Regions from separate parts of the Arabidopsis thaliana genome. Here region 1 is linked to region 2. A link is a contact called in public targeted proximity ligation data. All regions are on one chromosome and are shown on one strand. The core of a region is the stretch at or near the end of the contact, and the rest is flanking DNA. Distances in the headings are between cores, read along the strand shown.

Evidence for each region.
Region 1: a contact with region 2 is called in a targeted proximity ligation map of shoot, with 10 read pairs.

The regions. Positions count from the first base shown.
Region 1 is chr1:19,197,241-19,201,592 of TAIR10.1, reverse strand. IAR3 (peptidase M20/M25/M40 family protein) reads right to left here and starts at 2,242. Exons shown (of 5, transcript NM_104055.4): 1 at 1,684-2,242; 2 at 1,278-1,403; 3 at 861-1,175; 4 at 654-782; 5 at 1-573. The coding sequence starts at 2,031. The coding sequence ends at 169.
Region 2 is chr1:19,159,412-19,163,690 of TAIR10.1, reverse strand. 4CL1 (4-coumarate:CoA ligase 1) reads left to right here and starts at 1,954. Exons shown (of 4, transcript NM_104046.3): 1 at 1,954-3,282; 2 at 3,628-4,040. The coding sequence starts at 2,227.

The sequences.
Region 1 (4,352 bases), core at 993-3,492, 38 kb before region 2:
ATCTGTTTTTGTTTGCAGTAATAACATTTCTTGGATTTAATAGAAGCTTGACACTGCATAACAATTTATTAATCTTTACATGGCAGGCTCTGTAAAAAAGAAAAAACTGTTACCATGTTTTGACATTTTTCAGAGTAGAAGAATAGGAGAAGCCAATGTTTGTTGGCATCAAAGTTCATCTTTTTTGTTACTCTTATTTAGAGTTGAAGCTTTTAGTTCAAGAAGATATCTTGTGGCCATGGAAGCATGAAGGGAAGCACCATAAGGTAGTAATTCTTCGTTAACTTCAAAGTACGGCGAGTGAGGGCTCGCCATTGGTGAACGAGCTTTGTTTTGCATTCCAACGAAGCTAAAATGTCCCGGGATTGCTTGTTGGTAGAAAGAGAAATCTTCTGATCCCATTAATGGTTGCATCTCGACGTAATTCTCAATCCCTAACATATCGCCTGAAACGTTCTTGAAAAACTGGTGTAAGGCTTTGTCATTTACAGTTGGTGGGAAAAAAGGTTTCTCCTCTTCAATGAAATCCACTGTTGCATTACACATATTCACGCTCGCTTGCCTTGTGATAACCTGAAACATTGGATTTGCAAAGAGAGTTAAAACAGTTCGGTAAGACAAAAGTTTACACATCAGAGGGTAAAGTTACTGACCTGCTCAATTCTTTTCTTGAGTTGCATAAAGCTTTTAGTTGAAAAAGCTCGGAATGTACCACCGATAGTAACAGAGTCAGGAATCACATTGAAAGCACCACCGCCTTCAAATTTAGCAACTGTAACCACCTGTAAGCACTCGCATAGATAAAATCAATCCACATGCTATATAGAGACATTTGAAGAGCCAAAGATTATATTTATTACCTGAGAGTCTAAAGGATCTGCCTCTCGTGAAACGAGGTGTTGTAAGCTAACAATAACATTTGAAGCTGCCAGTATCGGATCTATGGTATGCTGCGGAAGAGCTGCGTGGCCTCCTTTCCCGCTTATCTTAGCTTTGAAAAAGCCACTACCAGCCAACATAGGACCCTCTCTCGAGCTCACTTGACCTAATGCCAATTGATTTGTGACATGTAATCCAAAGATTGCACTCACATTCTCCAACACTCCAGCCTCCACAATCTTCTTTGCACCTCCTCCTCCTTCCTCAGCTGGTTGGAAAACTAGAACCACTGTGCCCTGATCAAGAAAATGTCCAACAAGTTTCAAGAATCCAAACATCATGATGATTTCGACAGACTCAAATTTTAAAACTAGGAAAATCCAGTGTCAAAACTAAACCTGTAGCTCTTCTTCATGTTCTTTGAGCAATTTTGCAGCACCGAGAAGCATCGTAGTGTGAGCGTCATGTCCACAAGCGTGCATCTTCCCTGGAACCTTACTCTTGTGTTCCCATTCCACCATTTCCTACACAATCCAACATAATCTGTCCAATAAGAATCCACCCAAAACAAAACAACACTTACCATAATTCCACCAACAATTCAAGAAACTGCAAATCACATCAGAAATCAGATCCCACAGAGAAGTAAACTCAACAAATCTTCAACTACACTATAGATACATATAACCAAAACCGAAAACACAAAACTTCAAGTATCAAACAGAAAAACAAAAACAAAAAAAGCCACACTGTTCCATGAGAAGCTAAGAGAACAAGTCAATTCCAGATTTTGAGAGCAAATACCTGCATAGCAAGTGCATCCATATCAGCCCTTAAAGCAACAAAAGGAGCATGACCAGTTCCAACATACCCAACAACACCAGTAACAGCAACTGGGTACTTATAAGAAACACCCATCTTCTCCAACTCTGCTCTAACAAGCTTAGATGTCTCTACTTCCTCATAACCTAACTCTGGATTCTCATGGATTCTCCTTCTGATTCCAACCATCCAATCGAAAAAATCATTCCTTTTAGCCAAAGTAAGAAACTTTGAAGGTATTTGAGATAACCCATTAGAGGAACATGAAATCAGAGTCGGATTAAGCAAGTGAAGGATCAAAACAAAAGAAACCCATTTGAAGAAACTCATGACTTATCTCGGATTCGATTGATTGATACTTGAATCAATCGAATCGTGTAGAGAAAAAGAAGAGATCGAAGAAGTTAAGAGAGGTGTGCGTGATGATGAAGCAGGGGTACAAGAAGCAAAAAAGTGGTATTTAAATCCCAAGTAGCCAAAGCTCAAAGCCAAACACAACTTAACTTCGTCTCTATTTTCTCATGAAGTCTTTCATTTTATTTTATTTTATTCTATTTTAATTTTTTTTTGGTAATTTTCCTCGAATCCCAAAATTATTTGTAAGAAAACATTCGTTTACGTGACTGATTTAATGATTAATTTGATAACTTTTTTTTTGTTGAAAAGAGTGATGGGATCTTCTTTTCTTTGGATTAAAACTTAAAAATTGTAAATAAGCCAAACAAGCCACCATTCTTTCCCTACATGTCTCTTGTTGAAGTTTCTGCATTTGGAAATTGTGTAATTTTAACGTCAAAGAAATTATTATCTCACTGTTTTATACAAGTAGCCAAATTGAAGTAAGAAAAGTAGCCAAACTCAAATTATATGAACCGTAAAGATTATTTTTTAATTATTAAACATAATAAGAAAAAACAAAACAAGTTTGTGTTTTTGATAAAGTGCATTTCACTATCGTGTACTAATTTTCAAAATCTTTTTTCTTTTGGATTGGAGGAATTATTTTTCGTTTTCATATTCATTTTTAAGTTCTTCTTGTGACACGTGAAAAAAGAAAAGTATAACATTGAATGGTTCTAATCTAATTGGTGGACGGTCCATTTTGCTGTTGGTACGAACAGCTATAACGCACGTGGAGAACGTGTTTAATAAATTCAATTTAGTGTTTTTTTCCTTCTCTTTTTTGATAAAAAGTTGATTTTTCTGTTCTTCCCATATTTAAACAATAATATATTGCAAGATTAGTTGACGTAATAATCCACTAGCACTAGAGCTTGAATAATTATCCGAGTTCTTATTCGATCATGAAAATAAGATGTCTATAGTGACCGGATCTTAGATTGTAAAATCATGGATCCGTCGAAACAAGTTCGAGATCAAGATAAATGAACCCTTATTTAGGACAATTAAATATTTTTATACAAATTTTCACTCTTAATCTTAAATTTCCATCTCATGTGGTAAGAGCCGCCCCAAGAGATTTGAGTGTCTAAAGCATTTTTAAGTTCATACATTTAGAAAAGTCACAAAATAACAAAATTGAGATTTAAACTATGCACCATAAAAACAATTATCTACATTTAGAGCTAACCACTACACTATAAAATGTTTTCAGAAATTGATGCCCTTTGTACTACATATATTTTTTGGCGCCTAAAGCAAAGCCTTTACCAGTTTTAGGCTAGGACCGGCCCTGTATACGGTAATGCATTTCAAAACACAAAATAAATGATTAAAGATGGCATGATGCCCATATCTGTATCTGGAACTAGAACGAGAACTCTCGTATTTAATAGCAACAAACCTACCAAAATGGGTTGGTAACCTAGTTGTAGCTCAAGTGGTTGATTCCTTTGCGCTCCGGATTCAAACCTTCTTTTAGGACGGAAAGACATTTATTAAATAGTAATGAACTCAAAATTGATTCCAGACACTAAAAAATATATAAGGTCAAAAGATCTGAAATTCGCACAATTTAACATAAAAGAAAAGAAAAAAAAAAAAAAGCTTAGAAGAATCTAAATAAGACTTACAATCAATGGAACGATATGCGCCTTAAGCTCAACTCATTGATTGCTTTGAGAGTCTACATTCCGGAGTATCATCATTTTAGTGGAATGATATAATCAATTAGCCACTTTTGTCCAAGCTGGATGTAATCAATCATCTCTTAAGGTTATACCCAAAAAGTTATACCTCAAAAATTCTAGATCCTCTCAAAAACTAAAATAAAATATTAAAATCTCATGATCAATAAGTAACAATAATAGAATTCAAAAGGAAATAGGAACTAGGAACGTTACATCTGCGAAAGTGTAACACAATCTTAGACCATTCAACATATATTTCCAAAGCTCTCCTACACCTTCTTGTCTCTTAAACGAAATCTTGGCACACCAAATATGTGTCTTAGATTCGCGACTTTGATCGCAAGACACCATCACCACCATCGACCAAACTATCACTCTTCTTCTTCCTCCGTCAAAATAAGTTTTAAGACATATCTCTGAAAGCACATATGTACATGTTCTATCCCGTCCCGTTCCATTTCTTGTTTTTCCATTCCCCAATTTTTGCAAGTAAACCATAAATGCATACTTTATTTATTTTTTTGAAGAAAATGTCAAATTATATTCAAAAAGAAAAATAAC
Region 2 (4,279 bases), core at 705-3,204:
AAACTTTTATCAATTGGAAAAGACATCACACACAAGCGTGAAGCGTATCTTATTACCAAACCCAACTAAGCATGGGTCTCGATACTTGCCATAATTACTTTAATCCATTCTCTTTTTGAGAAATGTATAAAACATGACTTTGCATAAATAGTCTTTTACTAATTACTATGTAAATAATTCCTAAGACTGGTTTCATGGTACATATTATCGTTTTATCCTTGTTTTAAGAATATTCAGATGTTTGGTCTATGGAATATAGTCTATTCTTCATGTTTAAAACTATTATTTGATAAGAAAATATGTACTAATATGTTTTTGCATACAAATGTTGATCAGTTCGTAGCATTTGAATTAATACATTCTCAATCACTTTCAAGCATTATTATGTAATAAATGATTCATGTCGAAAAGTAATAGTATCACTGTCCATTACATTTGGCATATATATTTTTTTGTCAAAGCCTTACATTTGGCATATTGACGAAGCAGTTTTGTATTCACTTATATTTTGACATCGCTTTCACAAAAATAAATAGCTATATATGATTATTATCCATTAATTGTCTCTTTTCTTTTGCTGACACAATTGGTTGTAAATGCAATGCCAATATCCATAGCATTTGTGTGGTGAATCTTTTTCTAAGCCTAATAGTAAATAAATCTCAATACAAGAACCCATTTACGAACAAATCAAACCAAGTTGTGATGGGTTAGTACTTAGTAGCCCGTTTGAAATGTAGAATTTTTGATGAGATTTTACGTTTTATATAGATTTTTCTCAGAAAACAAAAAATTCTTGCATCTTGCATTTTGGTCATTTGTAAATATTTTTTTAGTCTTAAAAAAGACCCAAATTCTTATTAATTTCAAAATTTTCGGTCTCTAATACCTCCGGTTTTAAAAAAAAACATATCAGTTGAAGGATGAGTTTGGTGAAGGCTATATTGTCCATTGATTTTGGAGATATATGTATTATGGTCATGATTATTACGATTTTTATATAAAAGAATATTAAAAATGGTGGGGTTGGTGAAGAAATGAAGATTTATCGTCAAATATTTCAATTTTTACTTGGACTATTGCTTCGGTTATATCGTCAACATGGGCCCACTCTTCCACCAAAGCCCAATCAATATATCTCTCGCTATCTTCACCAACCCACTCTTCTTCTCTTACCAAACCCATTTCCTTTATTTCCAACCCTACCCCTTTATTTCTCAAGCTTTACACTTTTAGCCCATAACTTTCTTTTTATCCAAATGGATTTGACTGGTCTCCAAAGTTGAATTAAATGGTTGTAGAAATAAAATAAAATTATACGGGTTCAATTGTTCAATTGTTCATATACCGTTGACGTTCAATTGTTCATATACGGGTTCCGTGGTCGTTGGTAATATATATGTCTTTTATGGAACCAAAATAGACCAAATCAACAACAAATGAAGAAATTGTTAGAGTATGATACACTCATATATACCCAAATATAGCATATATTTATAATATAACTTTTGGCTATGTCATTTTACATGATTTTTTTGGCTTATCTATTAAAAGTATCATACAAACTGTTTTTACTTCTTTTTTTTCTTAGAATATATATGCCCAAAATGGAAAAGAACATATGCCAAGGTTGATTTTATCGCTTATATGGTAAAAATTGGAAAAACATACAAATCATTACTTTATTTAATTAAATCATGTGAAGAAACATATTCAATTACGGTAATACGTTATCAAAACATTTTTTTTTACATTAATTGTTACATTTTTTTTTTTTGCAAATATTCTTAAATAACCATTCTTTTTTTATTTACTATAATTAACATAAAAATAAATAAAATATAACATTTCAACAAAGAAATTTGCTTATGAAAAATACAAAATCCAGTTAATTTTTCAGAAAAATACAAATTTGCTTATAAATATATTACCACTAGTTTATGTGATTTTAAAAGAAAGAAATGCAGCTTACCAAACGCAACGTGAAAATTTGAGAAACCCATACTCAAAAAAGATTAAATGACAAAATCACCCTCAGCAAAATCATGAAACAACAACACTAACATTTTCACCAACCCCACCGTCTACTCCGGTGAATTGTCTATATGAACTCCTCCGATACAACTCCTGTTTCCTTCAGGCCAAAGCCTAAAATTCACACAACCAAAAAAACCAACCTTTTTTTTCCACCTAAATCTTTGAATATCACAATATTTACTATTTACAATGGCGCCACAAGAACAAGCAGTTTCTCAGGTGATGGAGAAACAGAGCAACAACAACAACAGTGACGTCATTTTCCGATCAAAGTTACCGGATATTTACATCCCGAACCACCTATCTCTCCACGACTACATCTTCCAAAACATCTCCGAATTCGCCACTAAGCCTTGCCTAATCAACGGACCAACCGGCCACGTGTACACTTACTCCGACGTCCACGTCATCTCCCGCCAAATCGCCGCCAATTTTCACAAACTCGGCGTTAACCAAAACGACGTCGTCATGCTCCTCCTCCCAAACTGTCCCGAATTCGTCCTCTCTTTCCTCGCCGCCTCCTTCCGCGGCGCAACCGCCACCGCCGCAAACCCTTTCTTCACTCCGGCGGAGATAGCTAAACAAGCCAAAGCCTCCAACACCAAACTCATAATCACCGAAGCTCGTTACGTCGACAAAATCAAACCACTTCAAAACGACGACGGAGTAGTCATCGTCTGCATCGACGACAACGAATCCGTGCCAATCCCTGAAGGCTGCCTCCGCTTCACCGAGTTGACTCAGTCGACAACCGAGGCATCAGAAGTCATCGACTCGGTGGAGATTTCACCGGACGACGTGGTGGCACTACCTTACTCCTCTGGCACGACGGGATTACCAAAAGGAGTGATGCTGACTCACAAGGGACTAGTCACGAGCGTTGCTCAGCAAGTCGACGGCGAGAACCCGAATCTTTATTTCCACAGCGATGACGTCATACTCTGTGTTTTGCCCATGTTTCATATCTACGCTTTGAACTCGATCATGTTGTGTGGTCTTAGAGTTGGTGCGGCGATTCTGATAATGCCGAAGTTTGAGATCAATCTGCTATTGGAGCTGATCCAGAGGTGTAAAGTGACGGTGGCTCCGATGGTTCCGCCGATTGTGTTGGCCATTGCGAAGTCTTCGGAGACGGAGAAGTATGATTTGAGCTCGATAAGAGTGGTGAAATCTGGTGCTGCTCCTCTTGGTAAAGAACTTGAAGATGCCGTTAATGCCAAGTTTCCTAATGCCAAACTCGGTCAGGTATATTTTTTTTGGGAAATACGGAATCATACGAATTTGGAAAATCGAAATAACTATACGGAATGAAATCTCATAATTAACTGAAAAACATAACATAAGTAAATACCTATATACAGTTTGTATTTTGATCAAATAAAGTAAAACCAAATTATTCAACTGTGTGCGATTTTTTTATATTTTCTGCATAATCACATTTTTGGCTACTCAGATGACATATTTTTATTTATTTCTTATAGTAAAAAAAAATATAAATGTTATACAAAATTTGACCAAAAACGTTTTTAAGAAATTTGCCACTTCAGTTTTAAATTTTACGTAACTAACTTTAATTTATTAAATGATTAGGGATACGGAATGACGGAAGCAGGTCCAGTGCTAGCAATGTCGTTAGGTTTTGCAAAGGAACCTTTTCCGGTTAAGTCAGGAGCTTGTGGTACTGTTGTAAGAAATGCTGAGATGAAAATAGTTGATCCAGACACCGGAGATTCTCTTTCGAGGAATCAACCCGGTGAGATTTGTATTCGTGGTCACCAGATCATGAAAGGTTACCTCAACAATCCGGCAGCTACAGCAGAGACCATTGATAAAGACGGTTGGCTTCATACTGGAGATATTGGATTGATCGATGACGATGACGAGCTTTTCATCGTTGATCGATTGAAAGAACTTATCAAGTATAAAGGTTTTCAGGTAGCTCCGGCTGAGCTAGAGGCTTTGCTCATCGGTCATCCTGACATTACTGATGTTGCTGTTGTCGCGTAAGTTCAAATTTTTAACCGTTGTTCGTTTTGCAGTCGCTAATTGAATTGCGCCAAAATATGTTGTTGAACCAACAACTACAAAACGGACATTGTTTGATCATGACCAAATAATGTTGTTGGTTCAACAATATATTTAGGCTAATCTATGTTCTGAGTACTAATCTATTATTAAAGTATGTTGTTGAACCAACATGAATGATTAAAACATAATTTAAGCATAATGACAAAAGGAGATC